Regions from separate parts of the Mus musculus genome. Here region 2 is linked to region 1. Evidence: chromatin contacts called from public HiChIP or PLAC-seq data. All regions are on one chromosome and are shown on one strand. Each heading gives the region's core, a stretch centred on a gene start, on an enhancer-like site or on the middle of the called end of the contact. The rest is flanking DNA. Distances are from core to core; before and after follow the strand shown.

Evidence for each region. HiChIP or PLAC-seq counts read pairs in DNA pulled down with a chosen protein or histone mark.
Region 2: a contact with region 1 is called in a FOXA1 HiChIP or PLAC-seq map of pancreatic cancer cells. The contact joins the promoter of Fut2 here to the enhancer-like site in region 1. A contact is called at or near these places in 1 of 39 promoter capture datasets (hematopoietic stem and progenitor cells), 2 of 484 Hi-C or Micro-C datasets (centrocytes and embryonic stem cells), 1 of 115 datasets of contacts at active chromatin or transcription factors (pancreatic cancer cells) and 1 of 9 other capture datasets (embryonic stem cells).

Annotation. Positions count from the first base shown.
Region 1 is chr7:45,310,861-45,318,528 of GRCm38.p6, reverse strand. Trpm4 (transient receptor potential cation channel, subfamily M, member 4) reads left to right here. Exons shown (of 25, transcript NM_175130.4): 11 at 1-190; 12 at 359-493; 13 at 1,394-1,523; 14 at 1,609-1,754; 15 at 3,436-3,548; 16 at 3,857-3,934. Among named protein-coding and RNA genes, the nearest start is that of Gm39006, 12 kb to the right of the region's middle. Within about 2 kb of position 4,803, at least 72 of the 459 cell types and tissues checked have an H3K27ac peak or open chromatin away from gene starts, as enhancers often do. A contact at or near this core is called in pancreatic cancer cells, where this site is marked.
Region 2 is chr7:45,663,387-45,671,054 of GRCm38.p6, reverse strand. It overlaps Fut2 (fucosyltransferase 2), which reads left to right and starts at 4,661. Exons shown (of 3, transcript NM_001271993.1): 1 at 4,661-4,857. It overlaps Gm39008 (a long non-coding RNA gene), which reads right to left. Exons shown (of 5, transcript XR_882068.2): 2 at 7,448-7,542; 3 at 4,639-6,152.

The DNA.
Region 1 (7,668 bases), core at 3,554-6,053:
GATCCGAAATCTTCTGGACCAGGCGTCCCATGCTAGTAGCAGCAAATCCCCTCCTGTAAATGGAACTGTAGAGCTCCGGCCTCCCAATGTGGGGCAAGTGCTGAGGACTCTGTTGGGAGAAACGTGTGCACCACGGTACCCTGCCAGGAACACCCGAGACTCCTATCTGGGCCAGGACCACAGAGAGAATGTAAGGCCCATCAAGGCTGAGGATGCATGGCGGGGCTGCATGTGGAGGGGGACAGGGCTTTGGGAAGAGGGGATAGTAAGATGGGGAAAGGTATTGTTTGAGAGAGGGTGTGGTAAGCCCGGGGCAGTGGGTGGGGCTAGTTCTTGCTAGGCTTCAACGTGCTTTCAGGACTCTCTGCTTATGGACTGGGCCAACAAGCAACCATCAACGGATGCAAGCTTTGAACAAGCCCCCTGGAGTGACCTGCTTATTTGGGCTCTGTTGCTGAACCGGGCCCAGATGGCTATCTATTTCTGGGAGAAGGTAAATGTGCCTCCTCATTTTGGACCTCACCTTGGTACACTGTGCTTAGAGACAACAAGGCCCCTTAGACGGCTCTGACCTCAGTCAGACCTTAGCCAACTTGCACTCCATTCTCTGTCTTCCTTTTGTGGTTTGTTTTGAGGCAGGGTCACAGATAGCCCAGGCTGGCCTTGAACTTGATATCAGCCCAGGATGATCTTGGACATGGGCTGCTGTCCTTGGTTCATGCCATGCTGAGAATCAGACCCAAGGTTTTGTGCATGCTGGGCAAGCACTCTACCCAGTGGGTGCTGCCATCCCCACCCCTAGTTTTGATTTGCTGAGACAGGGTCTTCCTGTGTAACCCAGACTGGCCAGGACCCTGTGATTCTCCTGCCTCATGAATGCTGCCTGTGACACACCCCACCCCCACGGCCTACACACACACACACACACACACACACACACACACACACACACACTCTGAATGTTTTAAAGATGTATGCCATGAGCCGGGTGTGGTGGCGCACACCTTTAATCTCAGCACTTGGGAGGCTGAGGCAGGTGAATTTCTGAGTTTGAGGACAGTCTGGTCTACACAGTGAGTTCCAGGACAGCCAGGGCTACACAGAGAAACCCTGTCTGGAAAAAACAAAAAAAGATGTATACGATGATGACATTATCTTCTCAAACTGAATTCAGTGCCCAGGAAAAGAGCGATGCACAGTGCTCCGGGCCCCCACTCGGCTTTCTCACGCCGTTGCTGGTAGCGACCCTGTCTATTGGCCGTGTGCATTTGTTTGGGTGAACCCTTGGCCTTAATGACTCTATTAACTTCTGATCCTCCACAATCACAAGATTTCTCTCCTTTCCTTCCCCAGATGTCTAACTTCACCATGTCCTCTTTCTCTGTCTCTTCAGGGCTCCAACTCAGTGGCCTCTGCTCTTGGGGCTTGTCTTTTACTCCGAGTGATGGCTCGCCTAGAGTCGGAGGCTGAGGAGGCCGCGCGGCGGAAGGATCTTGCTGCCACGTTTGAAAGCATGAGCGTGGGTGCGTGGGGCAGAGTGCCTGGGGTGTGGGGGTGCACAAGGCACCTCCCGCGTCCTTCCATCCTCATCTGTATCCTTGTCCCCAGACCTCTTTGGAGAGTGTTACCACAACAGTGAAGAGCGAGCAGCCCGCCTTCTTCTGCGCCGCTGTCCCCTCTGGGGAGAGGCCACCTGCCTCCAGCTTGCCATGCAGGCTGATGCCCGAGCGTTCTTTGCCCAGGATGGAGTCCAGGTGAGCCTGTGACTCAGACAGCCGTGAGCCCCACCCCCGGAGTCCACTTATGCCTAGAACAATTACACTTAACCTCTGAGCACGGAACGGCCGTTTCACAGGGAATATCATATATTTGCATTAAGATTCATAACAGCAAATCCCGTGGTGGCGGCACACGCCTTTAATCCCAGCATTTACAGGCAGAGAGGCAGGTGAATCTCTGAGTTTGGAGGCCAGCCTGGTCTATAGAGAAAGTTCCAGGATAGCCAGAGACACACAGAGAAACCTTAAAAAAAAAAAAAAAAAGTTTTTTTTTTTTTTTTTTTTTGTAACAGCAAAATTACAGTTAAAAAGTAGCAATGGGAATTTTATAGGGACTTTTCTAGGTCATCACAGCATTAAGACCATTGAGAACCACTGCCTTAGAAAATGTTACTTCATAAGATGACCAATCATCTATAACTTTTCGACCCTCCCTAAGTAGTGTTGTTGCTACCAGGAAGTACCATTTCTCACACAAGAAGTTCCTCATTTTCACAGGGGAGTTCCTGTCCTCCTAAAGGAAAGACCACTTCTTCAACAGGAAGCTCTTTCCATTTTTTTTTTTTTTTTCCCAAGACAGGGTTTCTCTGTGTAGCCCTGGCTGTCCTGGAACTCACTTTGTAGACCAGGCTGGCCTCGAACTCAGAAATCCGCCTGCCTCTGCCTCCCAAGTGCTGGGATTAAAGGCATGCGTCATCACTGCCCGGCTAATTTTTTTTTTAAGATTTATTTATTATTATACATAAGTACACTGTAGCTGTCTTCAGATGCACCAGAAGAGGGCGTCAGATCCGTCAGATCTCATTAGGGGTGGTTGTGAGCCACCATGTGGCTGCTGGGATTTGAACTTAGGACCTTTGGAAGAGCAGTCAGTGCTCTTACCCACTGAGCCATCTCACTAGCCCTCTTTCTACTTTTTTTTTTTTTTTAATGTGCATTGGTGTTTTGCCTGCATGTGAGAGTGTGAGATCACCTGGATCTGGAGTGGCAGACAGTTGTGAGTGGGCAGCTCTGCTGATTTCCCTGTGTCGATCTGTTTTTAGTCAATCTTGTATGTGTGAGAAGGAGAAAATACTCGCCCTTTTGGGTTAAGTGATTTGGTCAATGCAGAGTGCTTGGCACAGCACCTGCCCTATGATGTCAATAAATGTTGGCTGCTCTGCGCCTGCAGGAATGAATGGTTCACTGGTTAAGGGCACAGGCTGCTCCTGCAGAGAAAGTTTAGATTCCTACCGCCCATAAGGCAGCTCACAGCCATCTGTAACTCCTTCTATGGGCTCTGGTGCCCTCTTCTTACCTATCTGGGCACCAGGCACGCCATGGCGTTAATCCCACGGGGTGAGAATAGGATTACTACCACAGTTTTTGAGCTGAATTTGGAACACTTTTGTTTTATAGATCTTTTAAGCACAATAATTTAAACTTAAAACATAATCTTAGCCCCCACAATGGTGCACAGACATGCCGGCAGGCGAAACACCCACACACAGTGAAAGAAAAATTGGCTGTTTCGTTTTCCTGGCTGAACCTGAGGAGGCTGCCTCTGACGACTGTGTCCCATGCTCTAACAGTTGAGACCCCATATGGACACTTGCTCTGTGCCCTGGTGGCAGACTCCAGCCCTTGTCAGGGTCTCTAATGTTCTCACATTCCACAGTCTCTTCTGACACAGAAGTGGTGGGGGGAGATGGACAGCACAACTCCCATCTGGGCCCTGCTTCTCGCCTTCTTCTGCCCGCCTCTCATCTACACCAACCTTATCGTCTTCAGGTCAGTGCCTTGGCTCCAGGCTCTGTCCCTCTCTCCTGCTCATTTCTCTCTGCCCTCTTACTTAGCCACCTGGCATGTCTCTTCCCTGAGAAGGGCACTCTTTCCCTTCTCTGGAGGGAATGTTCTGGAAGGTGGGGGTTGTTGTCCTGCCTTTGCGTTATCTCTCTATGCGATTTCTCTACTTTTTAGGCCATGGCTCTGGAGGAGGGCAACTCCCTTATCTCTCTGCACTGTTTGTGGTAAACTAAGTTTGGGTCTTTCTCAAGAACCCCTCTATTTCTTACTCTGTGTCCTGCCCCTCACGGCAGGAAGTCAGAGGAGGAGCCCACACAGAAGGATCTTGACTTTGATATGGACAGCAGCATCAATGGAGCAGGTCCTCCTGGGTGAGTGACAGTCCAGCATTGTGGGAGGAGGGGGGAGGGCGCCATCATGGACAGTTTCAGGATCTTGCCAACTCCCACTTCCATCAGGCACTGTAGCAAGTCCTGAACTAGGGGAGCAATGGGCTTTTAGGAGTTGCTGGTCTCACTGAACCACAGAAGATGCCGAGGTAAGTTCTAGAAGGCCATGCTCAAGGACTGACTTAAAATTTGGTCCTTGGAGCCAACGAGATGGCTCTGCAGGTAAATCTACTCAAGTGGAAGGACCTGAGTTCAAGAGAGAAACAATTCTTTTTCTAGGATATAACTACACTGTAGTTGTCTTCAGACACACACTAGAAGAGGGCATCGGATCCCATTACAGATGGTTGTGAGCCACCATGTGGTTGCTGGGAATTGAACCCAGGACCTCTGGAAGCACAGTCAGTGCTCTTAACTGCTGGGCCTCTCTCCAGCCCTGGAGAAACAATTCTTAAATGCTCCTGACTTCCACCTTTCTTAGTTCACCCATTGGAGTGCAGAGCGCCAGGGGCAGAAGGATGATGTCATCACAAGAACTTAGTTTGGGTTGGGCGACCTGCGCTCCCTTGCTGTTGGTTACTTAGTATTTATTCACTTTTCTATTATGTTTCTGTCCCTGGGGCTCTTGCCCTGTCACTATGTTGCAGTCCCCATGGAGATCTTTTAAAGACCAGGCTCAATACGTATAGTTGCTAAGTATTTGTCTAAGCTCCTCATAGCCCTAGGTTCCATCCCAGGCCAAACAACACAAAACCTACAGGAAACCTCGGGGAGTCAGCCAGTTAGGTGCCTAGCGCACAAGCATAAAGAGCTGAGTTCAGACTCCCAGCCTCTGTAATAAAATCTAAGGTGTGGCAACGCATGCCTGCACTAGTGCTGCTAGACAGAGAAGGAAGGGTCCCTGGGGTGTTGTGGGCCAGTCGGGATAGCCGAATCAGCAAGTCCTGTGTTTAAAAATAAGAGTGAAAACGACTGAAGGAGACATCAAACCCCAACCTCTCACGTCTTAGTCTGGCTGATAAAACGATTTTGAAATGGACTCAGAAGGAAGCTTGGGACCCTTTTATTAGATGCTGAGAGAAAAGGAACAGAGCAGGCGACTATGAAGAGGAAGGGAGGAAGCCACTCCTTTTGCTGGGGAGGTTAGAAAACAGTAGCATGCTGGTGAGAAGGGACGGGTGGCCCAGAGCACCAAGGAAATTAAGTCTAGGCTTTGGGAAGAATCCAAAACAAACAAAGACAAAGAAACGGAGAAGGAAAGATTGTTTTTCTGAGTTAGGAGTCAGAAAATCGGGCAGGTTGCATGTGGAGGAGTAGGATTGCGGTCTCCAGGGAAACAAAAGTAAACTGTATCGTATTGTATCATTTAGGAGATAATTAATCTTTCCCTCTCCTTCAAGTGACTCAGACTCCCTGGGGCAGAGAAAGACTCTGGGACAAGTGACTGGCAAGCTGTGCTGGTTTAACCCTTTAGACACTTTAAAAGATTTTATTTTTAATTATGTGTGTACATGTGGATTTGTGTGTTGTAGGGTCTATGCATGTGGTTGCCCTCTGAGACCAGGACTGGGAATTGTCACACACACACACACACACACACACACACACACACACACACACACACACACACACCATGACAAACCAACCAACCAACCCCCACAGCTGCCAAACGGAATAAGAGACAGCTTATTCTCGAGCCAGATGTGAGTGACCTAAGTGTGGAAACACGGGGCTAAGTTAGTTCTATGTCCCAACGTGGAAACTGTTTCATGGAGTTTTTATAGTAACAGAACAAAGAAAGTTATAAATCAAAGCACTTAAAAATACAGTGGTAGAAATATTAAGTGAGCAGACAGGGCAGGCAGGAGAATCGCAGCCTTGGGCTCAGATCCTATCTTACTGCATTCTTAGGTGTCTTTAGGGTTTTGTGACATTAGTACATTGCAAAAATTTGTATCTGTTTATCAAGATGTTAGCTATGAGACTGAGGTAGGCTGGAGGTTAAAGAGAGCTCAAAAGAAAATAAACTATCTGATAGTAAAGATAGCTCAAAAGAAATTAGACTATCTGATACTAACAACCAGGTTCTGCAGTCTCTGAAGTCTTTATCAGTTGATCAGCCTCTGCAGACAGTGTCTTTCTAGGAATTCCCAGTGACAGAGTCAAACCCGATCCAGTGCTCAGAACTGCTGGATCAATTCTTCAGCCCCTTAAAGTTTTTCTAAATTAGATTTTATTTTGTTATTTGTACATTGTTTTTTGAGGGTGTGTATGCTGCCCGCAAGGGTGTGGAGTCCAGAGGACAAGTTGTAGAAGCCGGTTCCCTCCTTTCACCTTGGCGACCAAGGTCATGTGGCAGACGCCTGTGTTTGCTGAGTCTCCTCCTTCCTGGGTCATAAGAGGAGGCAACGATGCTATGTGATGTTTGGAGTAGTTTAGAATGTCCTGTCTCCATGCAAGGCCAGATGAAGATCGTTGGGAGCACAAGGGTCCTGACACCCACAGATCATCAGGGAAGCTAGGAATGTTATACACACGGGGGCCCTCTTCTCAGTGGAGGAGAGAAAATTCCTGTTTTTCTGCCCAGATGCCTGGGAATGGATTTTGTAAATAACCTGGTGACCTTTCTGCTCTCTGTGGAGGCAGACCTCACCCAAATCCCCCAGACTGCCTATCCCAGACTCTCTCTTCCTAGACCATTGCCCATGCTTTGGGGGAGAGGTCGAATGTACTTCATGGCCACTGACCTCTATGCTATTAGTCAGAGACCACACTACATTCTAGGCCTTTTAGCTATAGGACCTGGCCTCCTGGTCACATGTATTTCATAAAAGCATTTCTAGGTGTCACACAGTAAGCTTACTGTGCACCTGGAATTGAACTTAGGAACTGATTGTTGCCTGGAAACCTTTTCCCAGATTGGACTGTGTTTTTCTTTTGTTTGTTTGTTCTGTTTTTGTTGTTGTTGTGTTTTTTTGGTTTTTCGAGACAGGGTTTCTCTGTGTAGCCCTGGCTGTCCTGGAACTCACTTAGTAGACCAGGTTGGCCTCGAACTCAGAAATCTGCCTGCCTCCCAAGTGCTAGGATTAAAGATGTGCGCCACCACTGCCCGGCTATGGACTGTGTTTTAAATATGCTGACAGTGGCCCTAGCATTAAACTCTTCGCATCAACAATCAGCCCACACTGGCTTTTCAATCTCATCAGTTTGCGGGTCACGGCCTGCATGGACACCTACCGGGTCCCCCTCAATACAGCTCACATTCTAGTTTTTTGACCAGGAGGAAGTAGATGGACCCCAGCAAAGCTCACACGCCCCCACCTTTTCATGTGGTTTAAGATCTAAAGCACTCCAAGGCTCCTGCAACATTCTGCATGTTTCTGGTCAGTTTTAAAGACAGCTATTGTGCTCAGTGGTTTGTTGTTGTTGTGTGGATTGTTTTTTGTTTGTTTTGCATAAGGTTTCTTTCTATATCCTTGGATGGCTTGGAGCTGACTAGGTAGACAGCACTGCCTCGCCGGGATCCTTTGCCTCTGCTGGGACAAACCATGCTGGGTTTATGCTCAGTTTTGTTTCTTTCTTTGATGTTTGTTGTGTTTCTTCACAAAGCTCAGGCTAGCATCAAACACCTAGCAATCCTCCTGCCTCATCTCTCGAAGTGTAATGAATCCTCATTCCATGTTTTATGTTCCTTCTTCCCTCACTCTATGTATCAG
Region 2 (7,668 bases), core at 3,412-5,911, 350 kb before region 1:
AGGCACAGGCAGATGGTTTGCCTCTTGACAAAACAGTGCTAACTTAGACTTAAGAGTTACCATTTTTAACTTGTAATGAACCTGGGAGCTAATGAATGCTTGGTTAGATAGCTAGTCTTAGTGGAAACACATGTGAACATTGCATCACACATGTGAACATTGCATCACACATGTGAACATTACATCTCTGTTGTCATTCTTTATTCATATGATTTGAATTTGTTTGAACCTGTTGTGAACTTTTGAAAAAAGATTCTTAGATTACCATGTGATCATATATCCTGAGAAAATACAAGAACCAGGAATGAAGACAGAGAGAACAGAGAGGGGAGGGGAGGGGAGGGAGAGGGAGGGAGAGAGAGAGAGAGAGAGAGAGAGAGAGAGAGAGAGAGAGAGAGAGAGAGAGAGAGAACAGTGAGAGCAGAACATAGAGAGCAGAGAGAGGGGGAAGAGAGAGCTAGTAGAGAGAGAGAGAGAGAGAGCAGAGAGCAGGCAGGGTTCTTCTTACCACAAGACAGGATTTCTCTTAATAGCTGATCCTGACAAGACAGGGCTTTTTCACACTTAATAAAAAGAGTTTTTTCCTTTCTCTGAGTAATAAAGGCTGGAGCTGATTTTTCATCCAGAATGAGTGAGTTCTCCCTGCACTGGAGAGTGCACAATGAAACCTGCTCATGGGGGTCTTTGCTCCAGCCACAAAATGTGTGTGTAGGTGTGAGTACATAAGTATGCCTGAATACTTGTGGAATGGACGACACCCATGGTTGGGCCCCACAGAAATGTGAAGGAGTTAGTGTGTAAAAAGGTATGTGTGTCTATGCGTATTTGCTTGTGTAAAAGTTTTTTCTTCTGTGGGAGTGACTTTCTTTTCCCGGTTCACTAAAAGTTAGTTGCTCCAAGCCTCCCTCTTTCCCGGTCAGTGAGAGGTGAGGTTTCCGGACAAGAGTGGGAGCCGTAGCAATATCCCTTACTGAATTATCTGACACTATATAGCATATGTTAGCTGCCAGAGGATTATAAAGTAATTAAGAGTTACGTTTTCCAGCCCTTATTCAAACACGGAGAACTATAAAGTAGATAAGAGAGATAAAGAGTTAAGTTTCCCTAACACTTAATAATTCACAGAACAGTAATAGTTATAAAATAAAGATACAGCATTGAATAAATTACAGAGATTCATAAAGTAAAATAAAACATAAAGAGTTGGAGTTAATAAAGAGTTACGTTTTCAGCATCTAAGAAAGCACAGAGATTTATAAAGTAAAAATAAAGCACAGAAAGGTAAAAATTTAAAAAGTTAGCAGTTTTCAGCCACAGAAGCAGCAAGAGAGTGTTGTGTCTCCATGAGCCATCACATACTAGCATCCTACACAACTAGAGACAGTTGCAGGGCCAGAGATCATCAGTCTTTTGGCCTGCATCGGATGCTGTGTTTCACTCCCACCCATTCCAGCTGGGGCAGGCCCTCAGAAGCCAGTTAGGCTACACAGCTGGCCATTGAGGCCCAAGCATCTCTCTGATTCTGTATCCCCCGCACTAGGACTGCAGGCACACACTGCCATGCCTGGCCTTTGTGTGGGTGCTGAGGACTGAACTCAGACCTGCATGTCTGTGCAGTGAATGCTTTACCAACTGAGCTATCTCCCCAGGCCATACTTTCAAAACATTAATTTTTATGATTTTTAACTATGTGCCTGCTGTGGCTATGTGCACCTGAGCGCACACACATAGAGGGGTGAGGAGTTGGATTCCCCTGAAGCTGGAGCTACGGAGCGGTGTGAACCACCTGAAGTCGGTGCTCGGAACTGAACCCTGGTCCTCCATAAGAGCCGTAAGTGCACGTATTGCTCTCCAATCCCTATTTTTATTATTTTAAATTACACGTACATATGTTTGTGTGTATGTTATGTACACATGAGTGCAGGTGCCTGTGAAGACCAGCAGAGGGCACCAGATCCTCTGTATCCTGAGTTCCAGTTGTGAGCAGCCCAATGTAAAAGCTGGTTACTGAACTGTGGTCATGTTCTTAATCCCCCGAGCCATCTTTTCAGGCCCTCCAGAAATTTTTTAAAATTAATTGTTTAGGTTACCGTCTAAAATAATTTTATACTTATATATTATTGCATTTGTTCCTGGGAGTTTTGTTTTTGTTTTTGTTTTGTTTTTGATTTTTTGCTTTGAGTTTGGTGTTAATTAATTAATTTTGTTTCATTTCTTTTTATTTTTTTGAGATAGGGTTTCTTTGTGTATTCCTAGCTGTAGGAACTTGCTAGGAATTCCTAGAACTTGCCTCAAACCTAGAGCTCCTCCTGGGTCTGCTTCCCCAGTGCTGGGGATAAAGGCGGGAGCCATCACTGCTGGGGATAAAAAGGCGGGTGCCATCACTGCTGGGGATAAAAAGGCGGGTGCCATCACTGCTGGAGATAAAAAGGCGGGTGCCATCACTGCTGGGGATAAAAAGGCGGGTGCCATCACTGCTGGGGATAAAGGCGGGAGCCATCATTGCTGGGCTAGGTTTTTGTTGTTTTAACATTTGTTCAATTGTATGGAGCTAGAGTTGCAGTTAAATCTGAGGCTGCCCTTGCCCACTCCAACACCCAAAATACACACTGGAAAGTGCACACAGGCCCTGTGCATAAGCAGAAAGAACTCTCAACTGCTGAGCCATCTCTCCATCACAGGATCATGGGGTTTTGAGACAGGGCCTCCCTCTGTAGCCCTGGTTTGCCTGGAACTCAGTATGGAAGGCTAGCCTCAAATTTGGTGTGTCTTACTGCACCTGCCACCTGAGTCTGTGCTTACAGGCCTGGGCCATTCATTATACCTTGGTGGACAGAAGTTTAAGAAAGAAAGGAAGGAAGGAAGGAAGGAAGGAAGGAAGGAAGGAAGGAAGGAAGGAAGAAACAAACTAGAATTGGGGGTGGTAACTTGGTGGTGATACAACCAATCAGCACAAATGGTGTACCATTCAATCCCTTGTAGCAAAAATAAAAATTGCAAATAGTAAAAAAATTGCTGGGTGTGGCTGTTGTAAGTTCGGCAGCCTGCCAGCCTGGTTTTGAGTAACTCATTGGCAGCAGCTTATGTCATCGCCATTGCCTGCCAAAGACAGGTGCAGCACATCTCCAGTATTAGAGCGCTGAGAGTTGCATAGCAACAGCGCCCCTCTAAAGGCGCGCGCGTGCGCGCGCGCACGCGCTCTCTCTCTCTCTCTGTTAGTTCTCTATGTCTCTCTCAGTATCTGTCTCTCTCTCTCATGTCCCCACTCCAAATTGGCCTTTTGCTCTCCCAGAGCAGAGGAAAGGTACCCTTTTTGTCACTTTATCCTAATATTGGTGGCACTTCTTTAATGCTAGCACTCAGGAGGCAAATGGATCGCTGGGAGTTTGAGATCAGTCTGGCCTACATACATAATGAGTTCTGGCACAGGCAGGGCTCTAGAGAGACCCTGTCTCAAAACAAACAAGCAAACACACAAAACAAACAATAACAGAACGTGAACAGAAGTGACAAGAACTGTTTTTTGTGTGGCCTTGGCCAAGCCTCAGCTTGCCTGGCTTCAGATGGCTGTGTGACTTCAAGGGAGTTACTTTCCCTCTCTGTACTTGGCTTTCTCCTGTGCACATAGATCTATTAAGCGTGCATAGTATTAGGGATGCACACTATATTCATCTTAGTACTTGAGAGGCAGAAACAGGTAGATCTTTGATTTCAAGGCCATCCAGGGTTACATAAGTTCCAGGCAAACCAGGGCTACATAGTGAGACCCTGTCTCAGAGCTAAAGAGAGTCAGCCATAGGGGGTGAGTGTATGGTTCATGAGGCCTGTACTCAATTTCCTACATACCAAAAGGGAAGGGGAAAAAAGAATCTTTGTATACTGTTGGCTCTCAAGTTCACTCATTTGGTGAAGCTGTGCTGAGCAAGCATGTGGACCAGAGTTCAATACCCAGACCAAGGAAAGCCCAGGGGTGAGGGAATGACTCAGCCCACAGAGGCTACACACATAAATAAAAATAAAATATTTCTTTAAAAAAAAAAAAAAAGAAAGAAAGAAAAGCTTCAGAACCAAAGAACCGAAGAGTTGGAATGTGTGCTGTGTGGGCCTGAGGACCCGAGTTCAATTCCCCGCACATGCACAAAAGAAGGTGAAGAAGAGAGTCAGTAAGATGGCTTCGCAGATGAAAGCACCTACCTCCCAAACCTGAAGTCGTGATGCTGTAATACTAGCTCTCCTGCAGTGAGGGGGGACAGAGAGAGGAGCGCCATGCAACAAAAGCCCTCAAGTCACCCAGCTTGAGATACACAACATGGCAGCCACAGAGGAGACTCCGACCAGGTCGGAATATGAGGACATCCAAAAGTAGAGTAGTCCTCAGGACTCCACACGTGTGCTCTTTTTTCCTTTTTTAAGTTGAAAAGCACCTGCTAACAGGGTAGACAGCCACACACACACACACACACACACACACACACGTGCACGCATGCATAAAAATCCAAAAAAGTGTTGTTGTTGTTGTTGTTGACAGAGGTTGAGGCTCTTGGGAATCTGCAGGAGAAGGCAGGGCTGGACTGTGTCAATTTCTTCAAACTGCCCCTCCTGGCTATCATCCCAGCAGGCACCTGAGAGGAAGCTAACCTTTGACTGCCTCCTCCGGGTCCAGCCTCTCTGGTTCTAGGATGTCAGCAGGTACACCCTGGGTGGAGTTTCTATCCAGGGCTGTGGTTAAACTCAGGAAGTTTCCTTGGTCCTGAACGAAGAGCCAAGCTGGAAGATACACACTGCCGTCCAGTCCGCAGAGCCACGCTGCGGTTCGTCCATTCCTAGGTCATTTCCCTGTTACCACAGCCAGAAGAGGTGAGTACAGGTGAGGAGGTTGGGGGCAGGTCCCCTGAATCCTGACGAGCCCTAGGGATCCAGGAACTGGATGCATTGGTCTCTGACCCCACCCCAGGGCTCTCTGGAAGGAGATGCCATTGCTGAGAAGAGACCCTGGTTCTCCCAGACTCTGGAGTCCCAGCCTCAAGTCCCCAGCTAGTTCCTTCAGGTCCTGAGTCCTCCAGATCCCGGGATCCCAGACCTTAGTTTTTCCAGTCCCTGGGTCTCCCAAGCTCCCGGCTCACCAGCCCTGTGTTCGCCCAGCACCCCCATAGCCCTACTCCCTGCACACCGACTACCATCCTGCCCTGCTGGTTGACCTCTTAACCCCAATCTCCGCTTCACCTCTCAGATCCTCAGCTCTCTCCCTGCTACTGATTCCAGTAACAAGAGTAGATGAAAGGCAGAATTGGGCTGGATGTAACCGGATTTTCCTGTTCCCGTATCCTTGGCTTCCATATCAGCCTAGGGGGCCCTCAGAAACCTGCAGCTGTCATGGGGGGCAGGGGGGGGGGAGGATCCCGATCCTCTGTTGGAGATTTCAATGTGGCAGCTACTCTGATAAACTGCCCTGAGACTCCTAATGCCAGTGTTCCTTGGCACAGGGACAGAACAGGAAGAAAGCGGTGCCAGTCACAGGAATGGCACTGATGGGGTGGAGCCAGCCATGTACCTGGCTCCTGTCTCTGAGCTGATGTGGAGGGGATGCTGGGGGCAGGGCGCTCTGGGTGGAAAAGGCAGTTCTGAGGACACAGGCTAGAAAGAGGTGAGTGCAGCGGCTTATGCTTGTCATACTAGTATTCAAGACGCTGAGGCAGGAGCATTGCTAAGTTAGGTATCAGCCTGGACTACATCGAGAGAGCTTCTCTCTCTGCTTCTAGGGAACTGGAGAAGGATTCTTCCTTCAAAGCTGGGACCTCTTTCCAGCATACCGCACCCCTCCAACAGAAGGTAAACTGAGGCTAGGCACATGGTAATTGATCTTCCTGACCACAGAGATCAAAGAGAGAGTCTAAGCTCCTCCCATTGCCTCCTCAGCCTTGGACTGGAGCCAAACTGCTGCTCTACAGTCCTCCATGGCTTCAGCTTCCAGTCCTCCCACAGTCCTTGGTCTTCCCAAACTCACCCAAGTGCCTACCTAGCCTTTGGATCACAAGTGATGTGAATCTGGCTCCCTTCCTTAGCGGCAGTCTGCTGTCCCCTGAGAAGACGGCAAAGGCGACTGAACATGAGTCTGTAGTCCCCGAGCAGCTCCGGGTGTCAGCATTGTGCTCCTATAAAGTGAATCAAAGGCCAAGGGCATGGCTCTGGCCATAACCCACCCTTTTTTCCGGCTTTTCTAGGTAGGGTTTCCCTGTGTGCGGCTGGCTGCCCTAGAACTCACTCTGTAGACCAGGCTGAAATCCGCCTGCCTCCTGTGTGCTGGGATTAAAGGTGTGCGCCACTTGCCTGAGCCCCACAGTCCCCATCTTTTCCCCAAAGTTGGATATGACCTCACAGCAGGCTCTGACCTTTCTTTGCCCTTTGGTCTCCCTGCCATTGCTTCCCTTCCTGAGGGATGGGAAGCAGCAGAGAGGCAGCCTGAAGTCCTTCGTCCAGAACAGCCTCCTTTCCTTGTTCTCAGAGGCCAGACAAGCCTTCCTGTGTTCCTGTTTGCAGGAGGAGACTCAGAGCCCTCAGATCAAAAGCCCAGAGATTAGCAGGTTGGATTTCAAAGTGTGTTTTTCCAGTGTTTTCCCACCGTAGAATTGGTGCCAGGATGAGCTTGGTGGAGCAGACCTGACATCCCAGATACCTCAGAGGCTGAAAAAGAAGGGCACAGTCCAAGGCCAGGCTAACTGAATGAATTCAGCCTGGGCAACTTAGTGAGACCTCGTCTATAAAGTGGGGGTATGGCAGCTCCAAGGTAGGGTTAAGAAGAAGGACTTTAGTGTAGATATGAGAGAGAATAGCCAGAGAGTCCAGAGAGTCCAGGACAGGGAGGGAAAGTAACATATTATAGAAAGGAAGAGAGGGTGTGGGGGCAGAGAGGAAGCCAGAGTGACAACCAAGGAGACTAAGAAAAAAACCAAAGGGGAATGTGATGAGCATAGAAAAAAAAAAAAAAAATAGTGTCTTCTAGGCCTGTAAAAGTAGCTCAGCTGGGAGCCCCACTACAGCAAGGCTGCACCCGGAAACCAGAACCCGCCCGGTTGCATTTAAAAATGAGGGCATGACTTCAAGGTTTGGTTGAGCCGATTTTAGATACAAGGGTGAAAGATGCAGGGGAGTCTGGAAGGATCCAGACTGGACACAGCCCTGGGGGAGGGGATGAGAACGAGAGAGGACGAGAAATGGGAGAAAAAAATGGCAAAGGGTGAAAGAGAGTCCAGGCGCAGCAGGAAGAGCCAAGAGGATATTTAGGGATGGAAGAAGCTGGAGGAGGGGAAGGGAATGAAGCCCAGGGGTTGGATAGGTTTAGGGTCAAGGGTGGGGTATGCCAACTAGGATGATTCTGAGAGTGGATGGTCCACTGGGGTTTGTTAACGAGGCTCTTCAGCCATTTGCCCTGGGTTTCTTTGAGACTTACCATTTTCAGCCTTTTGTTGATGATATAGGGCTAGTTAATCTCCTCCATAACTGCTTCCTGCTGAAATCGGGGTGTTGTTGTTGGGCCCAGGAAGGCTGGGATGATATGCAAAAGACAAGAAGAGGCTGGGATGATATGCAAAAGACAAGAAGGTAAAGAGAAGTGGAGGCTGGGGCACATCTGTTTTGCTCCCTGCCCATGTTCTGCGGGACTATCTGGGG